Regions from separate parts of the Mus musculus genome. Here regions 1 and 3 are each linked to region 2. A link is a contact called in public HiChIP or PLAC-seq data. All regions are on one chromosome and are shown on one strand. Each heading gives the region's core, a stretch centred on a gene start, on an enhancer-like site or on the middle of the called end of the contact. The rest is flanking DNA. Distances are from core to core; before and after follow the strand shown.

Evidence for each region. HiChIP or PLAC-seq counts read pairs in DNA pulled down with a chosen protein or histone mark.
Region 1: a contact with region 2 is called in an H3K4me3 HiChIP or PLAC-seq map of bone marrow-derived macrophages, with 2.5 times the contacts expected there. The contact joins two enhancer-like sites. A contact is called at or near these places in 2 of 15 datasets of contacts at CTCF or cohesin (the NIH/3T3 cell line and stem cell-derived epiblast-like cells), 3 of 484 Hi-C or Micro-C datasets (bone marrow-derived macrophages, hematopoietic stem cells and induced pluripotent stem cells) and 9 of 115 datasets of contacts at active chromatin or transcription factors (T-cell acute lymphoblastic leukemia, a beta-TC-6 cell line, bone marrow-derived macrophages and 4 more).
Region 3: a contact with region 2 is called in an H3K4me3 HiChIP or PLAC-seq map of bone marrow-derived macrophages, with 7 times the contacts expected there. The contact joins two enhancer-like sites. A contact is called at or near these places in 1 of 39 promoter capture datasets (cranial neural crest) and 1 of 115 datasets of contacts at active chromatin or transcription factors (bone marrow-derived macrophages).

Annotation. Positions count from the first base shown.
Region 1 is chr8:106,699,832-106,703,446 of GRCm38.p6, forward strand. It overlaps Tango6 (transport and golgi organization 6), which reads left to right. Exons shown (of 18, transcript NM_173037.1): 7 at 334-416. Among named protein-coding and RNA genes, the nearest start is that of Tango6, 19 kb to the left of the region's middle. Within about 2 kb of position 1,695, at least 42 of the 459 cell types and tissues checked have an H3K27ac peak or open chromatin away from gene starts, as enhancers often do. A contact at or near this core is called in bone marrow-derived macrophages, where this site is marked.
Region 2 is chr8:106,971,327-106,975,164 of GRCm38.p6, forward strand. The region is part of intron 1 of Sntb2 (syntrophin, basic 2); the gene reads left to right. Among named protein-coding and RNA genes, the nearest start is that of Gm22085, 36 kb to the right of the region's middle. Within about 2 kb of position 2,420, at least 130 of the 459 cell types and tissues checked have an H3K27ac peak or open chromatin away from gene starts, as enhancers often do. A contact at or near this core is called in bone marrow-derived macrophages, where this site is marked.
Region 3 is chr8:106,573,211-106,576,711 of GRCm38.p6, forward strand. It overlaps the pseudogene Gm10073. Among named protein-coding and RNA genes, the nearest start is that of 1110028F18Rik, 12 kb to the right of the region's middle. Within about 2 kb of position 1,626, at least 22 of the 459 cell types and tissues checked have an H3K27ac peak or open chromatin away from gene starts, as enhancers often do. A contact at or near this core is called in bone marrow-derived macrophages, where this site is marked.

The DNA.
Region 1 (3,615 bases), core at 445-2,944, 270 kb before region 2:
TCTGCGAAAGCAGCAAGTTCTCTTTTCCACTGAGCCTTATCTCTAGCCCTAATTTTAGATTTTGGTGACAAAGTTATGCTATAGAGCAACAGAGCACAGAATGGCTTTGCGCTGAAGACAAAAGTGCTCTGTCTTAGAACTCATTTTTCCTGAACAAGAGTAACATCAGTAGCGTCAGAGGTTCTGTGAATATCACATGTAAGTGGCATGTCATACAGTGGTGACACTCATCTTCTGGTTCTACCTGCACTATATTACTAATAAAACCTTGCTTTATTAGTGTCTTCTATTCAGAAAAGTAATGAGTGGGGTTAATTTTATTTATTTTCCAAGAGATTCCAGAGAGTGACATGGTGCCAGGAGCTATTTTGGTGACTGAAGAGGAACTTAGTCGGTGTGTTGAAGATGTGTTTAAGGTTAGTAATTCAGGTCGCTGATGCTGCTAGTTAATGTTCATACTTGACGGCCTTTTGTTTTTGGAGGCTCTGGACTTTGAACACAGGCCTTCTGCTGGCAAGCACTGTACCACTGAACTGTGTCTGTAGCTTTGCCTCATAACCAGTACTTCCAGGATTTGAATGAATAGGGGCTAGATGGCTCAGCGGGTGAGAGCACAGAGGACCTGGGTCCGTTCTCAGCACCCACATCAGGTGCCTCTCAACTGCCTCCCTCCAGTCCCGGGGGATCTCATGCCTCTGGGCTACTCAGGCACCTGTACCTGCACACACCCACATATGCAGGTGTGCACACAAATACACATAATTAAAGAAGGAAAGAAGATAGTGGGTCTGACTAGCTGGCCCTGGAGGTAGACGCCTGTAATCCCTATGCTCAGGAGGATCATTGTAAAGCCAAAGCCAGCCTGTTTGCTATAGTGAGTTCTAGCTTCTAGGGCTTCACAGTGAGTACTGGCTGTCACCATCTCCTTTCCCTTCCCTACTGCTATGTCTCTATGTATTTTATTTATTTTAAAAAGATAACATGTTATGCTTCATCAGTGGACAGAGGTTTGGTTAGCTTATGAATGGCAACATTTAGCCACTTATTTCTGTAAAACGGAAAGGAAGGAGGAAGCTGTTGTCACTGGAAGCTGAGACTGTGGTAACCACCATATACTGCTCGTTTTTGTACCTTTTTACTGCTAACGTCTGTTGCATGATATACCACATTTCTGCTTGTTAGTTGGTACACATTTGGATGTATAGTACATTTTTTCTTTTAACAGCTTTACTGACATATGCATACAGTTTGTACATTCAGAAATATAAGTAGCAGTCAATGGCATTAAACTCAGATTTGTACACGCGTCACCATCATTAATATTAGAGCATTTCATTGCCTCAGAGAAACTCCCGGAACTGCTTAGCTCTCACTCCTGAATCCCTGCATCACCACTTCCCAGTCCTCTGGGCCTGGAGAGGGAACTGTTTGCCTGTATTCTGCCTCTAGATCCACCTGTTCTAGACATTGCCTGTAAATCATGGTGAACAGTCTGATCTTTGTGACTGGCTTTTTTCATTTGGTATGTTTTAGTGCCATTCTATATCATATCATAGCATGGATCTTTCTGACTACCGAATAATTCTTGATTGTATGAGTAGGCTGCATTTTTGCTTAGCCACTCCTCAGCTTTTATGACTAGTGCTGCTTTGGACAGTTCATGTACACATTTCCGTATGTGCTGTGGTTAGGCTGTGGTTTGAGAGGATCCCCCAGGGTTTCCTGTGGTGGAAGCTTTCTCTTTAGTGTGGCAATATTTGGGAGGTGTTATGGAATCCTTAAGAGATTGTGCCTAGAGCCAGGCAGTGGTGGCACACGCCTTTAATCCTAGCACTTGGGAGGCAGAGGCAGGTAGATCTCAGAGTTTGAGGCCAGCCTGGTTTACAGAGTGAGTTCCAGGACAGCCAGGGCTGCACAAAGAAACCCTGTCTCGAAAAACCTAAAAAAAAGAGATTGTGCCTAAGTGTGAGTGGTGGCACATGATTATACCCTGGCATTTGGGAAGCTGACGCAGGAGGATTAGAAGTTCCAAGTCATCCTCAGCTGTGTAGTGAGTTAGAGGCCAGCCCGGGTACATGGGACCCTATTTTAAGAGATAGAGAGGGAGGGAACACATGCACACACACACACACACATATATATATATACATAGACATATACACACACACTCACACATATACACACACACTCACACACGCACACACACGAAAGAGAGAGAGAGAGAGAAAGAGAAAGCTTGAATGTAATGAAAGGCAGATGGGTAAACTGAGGCACAGAGAGAGAGAGAAAGAGAGAGAAAGCTTGAATGTAATGAAAGGCAGATGGGTAAACTGAGGCACCGCTCTCAGAAGGTATTGATGGAGTTCTATGGAACCCTGGCTAGCTCTTAGAGAGGGTTGTTAGGAAAGAATAGGCTGTGCCCTCCCTGGTGATCTCCCAGTCACATGTCCTCTGTTGTTCCACTGTGTGCCTTACCCCATGGAGCTCTGCCCCCCTCTCCTCGGGGCCAGCACAATGCTGTTGGGACCTTCAGTTTCCAAAAGTGATTGCTCAGAACAAAACAAGACCAGAGAGAGGGCTCAGCCGTTAAGAGCACTGCCTGCTCTTCCAAGGGACGTGGCTTTGATTTCCAGCATCCACATGGTGGTTCATGACCATCTGTAACTCTATTTCAGTGGATCTCAACCTACCAGTCACAGTCCCTTTGGGGTTGAACTACCCTTCCACAGGGTCACCTAAGACCCTTGGAAAATACAGGTACTTACATTATGTTTCATAACAGTGGAAAAATTATAGTTATGAAGTAGCAACAAAAATAATTTTATGCTTGGGAGTCACACAGCATAGGAACTGTATGAAAGGGTGAAGGCATCAGGGAGTCAGACTGCTCTAATGCCAGGAAAGCCAGTGCCTTCTCTGGGTTACCTCAGGCACCAGGCGTGTACATGGTACACAGATAACAAAATGCAAGCAAAACATGCATACACGTAAAATAATCTTTTTAAAAGTTAAAAAAATCCAAACAAAACCTCCAAACTCCTGGGCTGAATGTTACAGTTCATGCCTATGACCCAGCATTTGGGAGGCAGAGTCTGAGTTTGAGAGTAGACTGGTGTACGTAACGAGTCCAAGGACAGCAAGGCTGCATATTGAGACCCTATCTCAAAAAATAAACAATAGCTAGGTGCTGGCAGTGCACTCCTTTAATCTTAGCATCTAGGGTCAGAGGCAGGTGGAACTCTGTGAGTTTGAGGCTAGCCTGGTCTACAGAGTTTGTTCCGGGTCAGCCAGAGTACACAGTGAACCCTTGTCTTGTAGAAAACAAGAACTCTGTAAGCCTTACCCAGTCATGTGCATTTCATTATAGTATCACGGTTTCTGCTCTCCTGGATAAGTCCTAGGGACAGGAGGGACTGCTGGGTCTCTGGTTACTCTGAGGGAACTGTCAGCCTGCTTTACCCTTCTCCTAGCAGACTGTGAGGGCAGAGTGGATGTTTATTTTGATGTTTTAATTTTTAATTTATTTTTTATTTTGTTGTTGTTTTTAAGATTTATTTTGTTATATGTAAGTACACTGTAGCTGTCTTCAGACACTCCAGAAGAGGGCGTCAGATC
Region 2 (3,838 bases), core at 1,170-3,669:
GAAACCTGATCATTTATTTAAGCTTCTTGGTGGTTTTATGTCAACAAATATATATTTTTCTGCAAGAAAGATGGTTAGATAATGTGGGGGAGTTTTGTTTGTGTGTTTTGTTTTTGTTTGGCTCTTGTAATTATCACTGTGACTATTATCTTGGAGATTCCCATGTAACCCAGGCTTACACTTAGCTCACTGTGTAGCCAGAGATGACCTTGAAGTTCTGCTCCTCCTGCTCTTACCTCCTGTGTACTGGGGTTGGATCAGGGTTTCATGTGTACTCGGTACTGTTGCTGCCAACTGAGCTATATCCCCAGCATCCTGTCTGGTATTTTTTGATTGGAATTCTTCTGTATGAAACAGCTTATTCTTCCCTGTTTATTTACCCAGTTGTTTGTTCAGTACAGACTCATGGTTTTTATTCTTCTGGGTTATAATCCCTGTTGTTCCACTACTAATTTTGAAGTTGGAAATGTCCTACTCTTTGTTTTTATTGTGATTTAATCAAAGAAACAAATAAAACATTGAATCATTATTTGATCTGAATTGACCACAATATTATACTATTGCTGGACAGTGAGTATCAGTCTTAGTGTACTGCAGCCACGTTCCTTAGTTAAGTTACATAAAAAAAGAGAACATGATCTCATCTTTGTCTTTTCTTCTCTTCCTGAACTTGGTTATTCTGCCAAATTAGTCAGAAAATCCCTAATGACAGTAAAACCCTGGCAGTTACAAATAGCAGTCCTTTTGTGCAATTGAAAATGTTGCAAGGTGATTGCAGATATGGAAACTTGGATGACTTCTTCTTCCCAGTGTGGCTCTCACTGCAGTTCAGGATGGAGCTTGCTGACCCCGTGAAGGCCGCTATTGTGCTGGGTTAAACTGTATTTCCGCCTATAGTGTATCACTCAGTGTGCTGATCTAAAACAAACCATCCGGTTTATCCAGCTAGTCCAAGAGACATCCACTTAGCAGCAAAGAAAAAGGTGGATTTCCTTGCACTTAAATGGCTAGAACTTTTTTGTTTAATGGAGAACATTTTGCTTAGTCTTTTCGTAAGTATTTTCCATGGTTTCTTTTCGTTTTGCTAAGACATTCAATAATGTGTAACATTTTTATCTTTGTATTTCTTACAGAGATAAAATGTTTTTCATCCCAATTTCTACTTTATCTGTTGGCCTGGAATCTTTGGGGGTTGGGAGAGAGTGTAGCTTTTTTCTGTTTATTTTTTTGAAGTTTGTGTGAGTCAGGGCCTCATAGAGCCTTAAACTGATCATCCTCTGGCCTCTACTTCCTGAGTCCTGGGATGACAGGCATGGACTTCACAGGTGTGCCATTGGGCAAGTAGAGTAGGTGACAAAACAAAGCTGTGACGTGACAAGTGCCAGGCTAGGATGGTGATGCACGAATTCTGGGGGACCCTGAACAAGGAAGCCTGCAGAAACTGGTCGTTGTGAAAAATCAGGAAGTCAAAAAGCTTGCTGTCTGGATTCCTGTCTACACGTATCAGTTTTACATAACAATAATAATCTCACTCTATAGATATTTGTGTTCAGTGCCTGCTATCTTCTAGAACCATTTATATGTATTAGTATATGTATTGAGTGAGCTCTCTTGGTTACTTAGTTGATATTAGGGTTAATATTACATTTTTATGTGCTCTCTGTGGGTTATAAAAAGAAGAAAAAGAATGATTCATTGAAATGACTCAGCAGGAAGGTGTGTTCTGCCAAGTGAGGTCAGTTCCCACATCCCATATGGTAGGAAGACTGAACCAACTCACATGACCTTCCACATGAGCGGTGACATTCGCACACCCAGTCACATACAAACATATACAACACAAATCTATAATAAATTAACAAGAAGATTATATAGGGCTAGAAACATGGCTTAGTGTTTAAAGCACTGACTGCTCTTACAGAGGACCTGGGTTCTATTCCTAGCACCCACATTGTGGCTCACAAATATCTGTAACTTCAGTTCCAGGGGATCCAGTACCTGTTGGCACTGAATGAAGGCAATGGTACACAGACAAACATATACATATGTATGTAGTATGTATGTATGTATGTATGTGTATACATATATATGTGTATACACACATACACACACACACACACACCCTCATACCTATAGAATAAATAAAAAAATTAAAAACAAGAGGATGTGAAGGAGGCTGTGGTGGTGCACGCCTTTAGTCCCAGCACTCGGGAGGCAGAGGCAGGCAGATTTCTGAGTTCGAGGCCAGCCTGGTCTACAGAGTGAGTTCCAGGACAGCCAGGACTACACAGAGAAACCCTGTCTCGAAAAAACCAAAAAAAAAAAAAAAAAAAAAAAAAAGAGGATGTGGAGGTGGGAGGGGACACCTGAAAGCCACTTCCTGAGTTGAGGTGAGAAGAGTGGAATTAGAGGCTGTGTACATAGCTCAGTTGGTAGGGTGCTTGCCTAGCAAGCATGAAGGCCCAAGTTTGATTCAAGCACTGTATGAACCTGGTGGGGTGGGTTGTGCCTGAAGTCCCAGCACTAGAGGTAAAGGCAGGAAGATCAGGAATCCAAAATCATCCCCTGATACATAGCAGGTTCAAACCCTGTTTTGGCTTAAAAGATTGTCTAAAAAAAAAAAAAATATATGGGGAGGGTGTGTCTTCCCAAGTTACAAAGTTTTTGTAACTAGTTCACATTTTAATCTAAATTCAATCTTAGATTTTGGGCTTGAAGGTATAGTTTAATGGTAGATCAATTGTGTAGTGTATGAAAGGTCCTATATTGATTACCCCCCTAGGGTTGTAAACGGAATATTAGATTCTATTCACTATACTCTAGTCCAGTGACTCTTAACCTTCCTGAAGCTGTAACCCGTTAATACAGCTCCTCGTGTTGTGGTGACCCCACCCATAAAATTATTTTTGTTGCTACTTCATAACTTTAATTTTGTTACTGTTGTGAATTGTAAATACCTATGTTTTCTAATGGTCTAGGCAACCCTGTAAAAAGGTATTTTAACCCCTGCTAGGTTACAACCCACAGTTTGAGAACCACTGTTATAGTCCTTTGGAAATTGATTCTGTTATGCCAGGTCTGGTAATTCACACCTGTAGTCTCTGCACTTAGACGTTTACTTTTTTTTTTTTTTTATTATACATAAATTCACTGTAGCTGACTTCAGACACACCAGAAGAGGGCGTCAGATCTCATTATGGATGGTTGTGAGCCACCATGTGGTTGCTGGGATTTAAACTCAGGACCTTTGGGAGAAGAGCAGTCAGTGCTCTTATCTGCTGAGCCATTTCACCAGGCCCCTGAAAGAGTTTTTTATTCATGGGAACTAAATGAGATAATATGTGAGAGATATATAGCAGAGTTCAGTGTAAATGTAGATGAGAACAATTGATAGCACATAGGTGCTGGAGAGATGAAGAAATTTAAAAGATTTTTTTCTAGTCTTTTACACGATCAAAATTTTCATTAGGTGTAAACTCTGCCCCCCCCCCCCCCCAAAGGTAAAGGAAACAGAAACAGCACATTTTTTTGTGTGAAGCAGTGCTTTGTTGTAGAGAAAGAAGCAGGGGAGCTACTCAACTGCAGAAGTCCCCAGGAGGCCATCGGAAGTGAGTACACAGGGAGGCGGGGTGGGGCCTGCTGTGATCCCAGCACTTAAAAAGGCAGAGGCAGGAAGATCTGCCTGGCTGAGGGCAACAGCAGACCTGTGGCCTCTTGTGCCGTTTCCCACCGTCAAGCCCCTGAGTGACATGACCAGAGAGAGGAGTGTGGGTAATGAGTGACTGGATCAGTGTCGAAGGGAACAGTTTCCGCATCTTTACTTATGGAAGGGTCTTAA
Region 3 (3,501 bases), core at 376-2,875, 400 kb before region 2:
AACAAGCCAGGCCAGAAAGGTTCGACGCTGACACCAGCTGCTTTAATGAGGGCATTGATCTTATCCTCCGTGACCGTCACCTCGTCGCCGTGCAGGATGAGGGCGGAGTAGATGCAAGCGAGCTCGGAGACAGAAGCCATGCTGTAGACTGCCGGCACGGTGCTAGTCGCCGGATGAAGTGAGGGCCTCACCCCAACGCGGCCTTAGCTTCCTCGGAAGGACCGAGCACCTTGGCGGCAGCTGAGGAAAAGGTTCTTTGGGCTTTTTTTTTTTTTTTAAAGATCTATTTATTGATTATATGTAAGTACACTGTAGCTGTCTTCAGACACTCCAGAAGAGGGCGTCAGATCTTGTTACAGATGGCTGTGAGCCACCATGTGGTTGCTGGGATTTGAACTGTGGACCTTCGGAAGAGCAGTCGGGTGCTCTTACCCACTGAGCCATCTCACCAGCCCGGAAAAGGTTCTTTGGGGTTTTAATTAATTACATTTATTTATCTTTTGTGTGTGTGTGTTTTGTTGGGATCTTGTTTTGTTTTGTTTTAAGACAGGGTATCACTAACTAACCCTGGCTGCCCTGGAACTTGCTAGAGTTCAAGACCAGGATGGCTTATTAAACTCTCAGAGATCTGCTTGCCTCTGCTCGAATTAAAGGCATGTGCCATCAGGCCTAGCCAGTTTTCAGTTTTTTTGTTATATTTAACTTTCAGGTTTTACTTATTATTTCATGTGTATGGATATTTTGGCTGCATGAATGTCTATGAGTAACATATGAGCACTGGCTATAGAGGCCAAAGGAGGGCATTGGGTCTTTTGAACTGGAGTTACAGAAGGTTGTGAACTGCCATGTGCTGCTGCAGATCAATCCCAGGTCTTCTGGAAGAGCAGCCAGTGCCCAGTGCTTTTAACTGTTCAGTTATCTCTCCGGGCCCCAATTTTTTTTTTTTTTTTTTTTTTTGAGACAGTCTAACTCTATAATCCAGGCTGATCTCAAATTCATGGCAATCCAGCAATTTCTCTTGCCGCAACCTCTTCAATACTGTGACTATAGGTCTACATTGTACACCGTTACACCCAGCCCTAACTCCCTTCTGAGGATTGCATTTGAGAAGTCTAGGGACCACGTAAGTGGATATGTTCAGTTGGGTGTTGGACAGAGTTCTGGGCTGCATGGCACCCTAGAGACTCAGAAAGGAAGGGTAATCGCTGCTAGCTTGCCACAAACTCGGCCCTGCTTCCCACCAGAGAGGGAGAAGAGAAGTTACCACCGGCCACACAGGAAGGAAGAGGAAGAGGATGAGGAAGGAGAAGTGGTAATGTTACCACATGAAGGGATCTCACCTCTTTTAGTTCCTATTTCTCATCTGTGTCTCACCTTGGTTTCCAGGAAAGAGAAGTAAAAGCTGAGTTGTGGAACCCAAGTCTACAGCACAGACCAAAGCCCAAATGAGAGGATGAAGGGATGCCCTGTGCCAAGTGAAGGGTGTCACACGGGGAGATGTAGGAATGAGGCTGTCCCATGGTCTGCCCCTGGTGCTACTGGAGCCTGACAGGGCCCGGCAGTGACAAAGCTTGGGGATGGGAAAGCAGGCAGGTGGCACTGGGACAAGCCCTGTGCTGAGGTGCTAAAGGGCTACCTCCCAAGTGCCAAATGCCATGGATCACGCACAGCCAGAAAGGTTTAAAGGACAGCTGGAGCGGTGACATGCTGCCAATCTGAATCCCAAACACAAACAACCATCTGTAAACTTTTAGTAATGAGCCGAGCAGTGGTGGTGCACTCCTTTAATCCCAGCACTTGGGAGGCAGAGGCAGGTGGATTACTGAGTTGGAGGCCAGCCTGGTCTACAGAGTGAGTTCCAGGACAGCCAGGGCTATACAGAGAAACCCTATCCTGAAAAAAACAAAACAAAACAAAGAAAGGCACTGACTGCTCTTCCAGAGGTCCTGAATTCAATTCCCAACAACCACATGGTGGCTCACAACTTAGTGGGATTCAATGCCCTCCCCTGATGTGTACTCATATCCATAAAATAAATAAATAAAAATTTAAAAAATAGATTGTTACAGGCTTAGACTTTACATTGATAACCTTCCTTGTGTGTTTCCCTGAAACTGAGCCCTGTAGCCCAGGCTGGCCTTGAATTTACAGTGCATCTGAGGATGACCTTGAACTTTTGTTTCTCCTTTATCAGTCCACTTCCTGACTGCAGAGATTACAGGAGTATATCACTCCCAGCTGGATAAAATCTTTAGATGATTGTCTACTTCATATTCATATCATGTTCCCATTAAGGAAAAACAATAGAGTTAGGTCACTCTGCCTTTTTTAAAAAAAGATTTATTTGGGGCTGGAGAGATGGCTCAGTGGTTAAAAGCACTGACTGCTCTTCCAGAGGTCCTGAGTTCAATTCCCAGCAACCACATGGTGGTTCACAACTATCTATAGTGAGATCTGATCCCCTCTTCTGGGGTGTCTGAAGATAGCTACAGTGTACTTACATATAATAAATAAATAAGTCTTTTAAAAAAAAAGATTTATTTGTGAGTGTGTGTGTGTGTGTGTGTGTGTGTGTGTGTGTGTGTGTGTATGTATGCATATGGGTATATACACCTATGCATGGTGCATGTACCTGTGTGTAGGTATGTACAGAGCCAGAGGAGGGCATGGGATCCCTCTGAGCTGGAGGCTCAGTAATGAGGAAGTGCTAAGATCTGAACACCAGTTCATTAGCCAGTTGATTAGCAAGCACTCAACCACTCAGCCAGCACTCCAATACTCCGTTAATGTATTTTAAAAAGATTTGTTTTGCTGCTTCCTCTTCTGCTTCTTCTTCCTCTTCCTCCTCTTCCTTCTCTTCCTTCTCTTCCTCCTTTTCCTCTTCCTCCTCCTTCTCCTCTTCCTCTTCCTTCTTCTGAAAAATGCCAAATAGCAGATGATGATACCTGTGTAGCAGGAAGGCCCAGAGAAACCCGGTACCCAGGTTAGGAGAGTGGTGATTGCCACCAAGGATTTGGCAGCTCTTTTAGGGACCCACAGTCATTGGCCTTGGGGTTCATGGAGATAAAGCAGAAGACAAGGATTGAATCTAAGCTGGGAAAACAACAACAAACAAAACAAAAACAAATAAAACAAAGCAAAAAAAACCATGAAGGGGCTGGAGAGATGGCTCAGTGGTTAAGAGCACTGACTGCTCTTCCAGAGGTCCTGAGTTCAATTCCCAGCAACCACATGGTGGGTGGCTCACAACTATCTATAATGGGATCCGATGCCCTCTCCTAGTGTGTCAGCGACAGTGTGCTAATATACATAAAATAAAAAAATAAGTCTTAAAAAAACTAAGAAAGAAAAGAAAGCAACATGAAGATCAAGTCCCTGAGGAGGCAGCCACTGCCACCCCAGGAGCCATCGTCTTGGCCATGCTTTTCATCATCCCTGTGCAGAGAGGCTACTGAGGGGACAAGATTGGTTAGCTGCACACTGTTCCCAGCAAGGTGACAG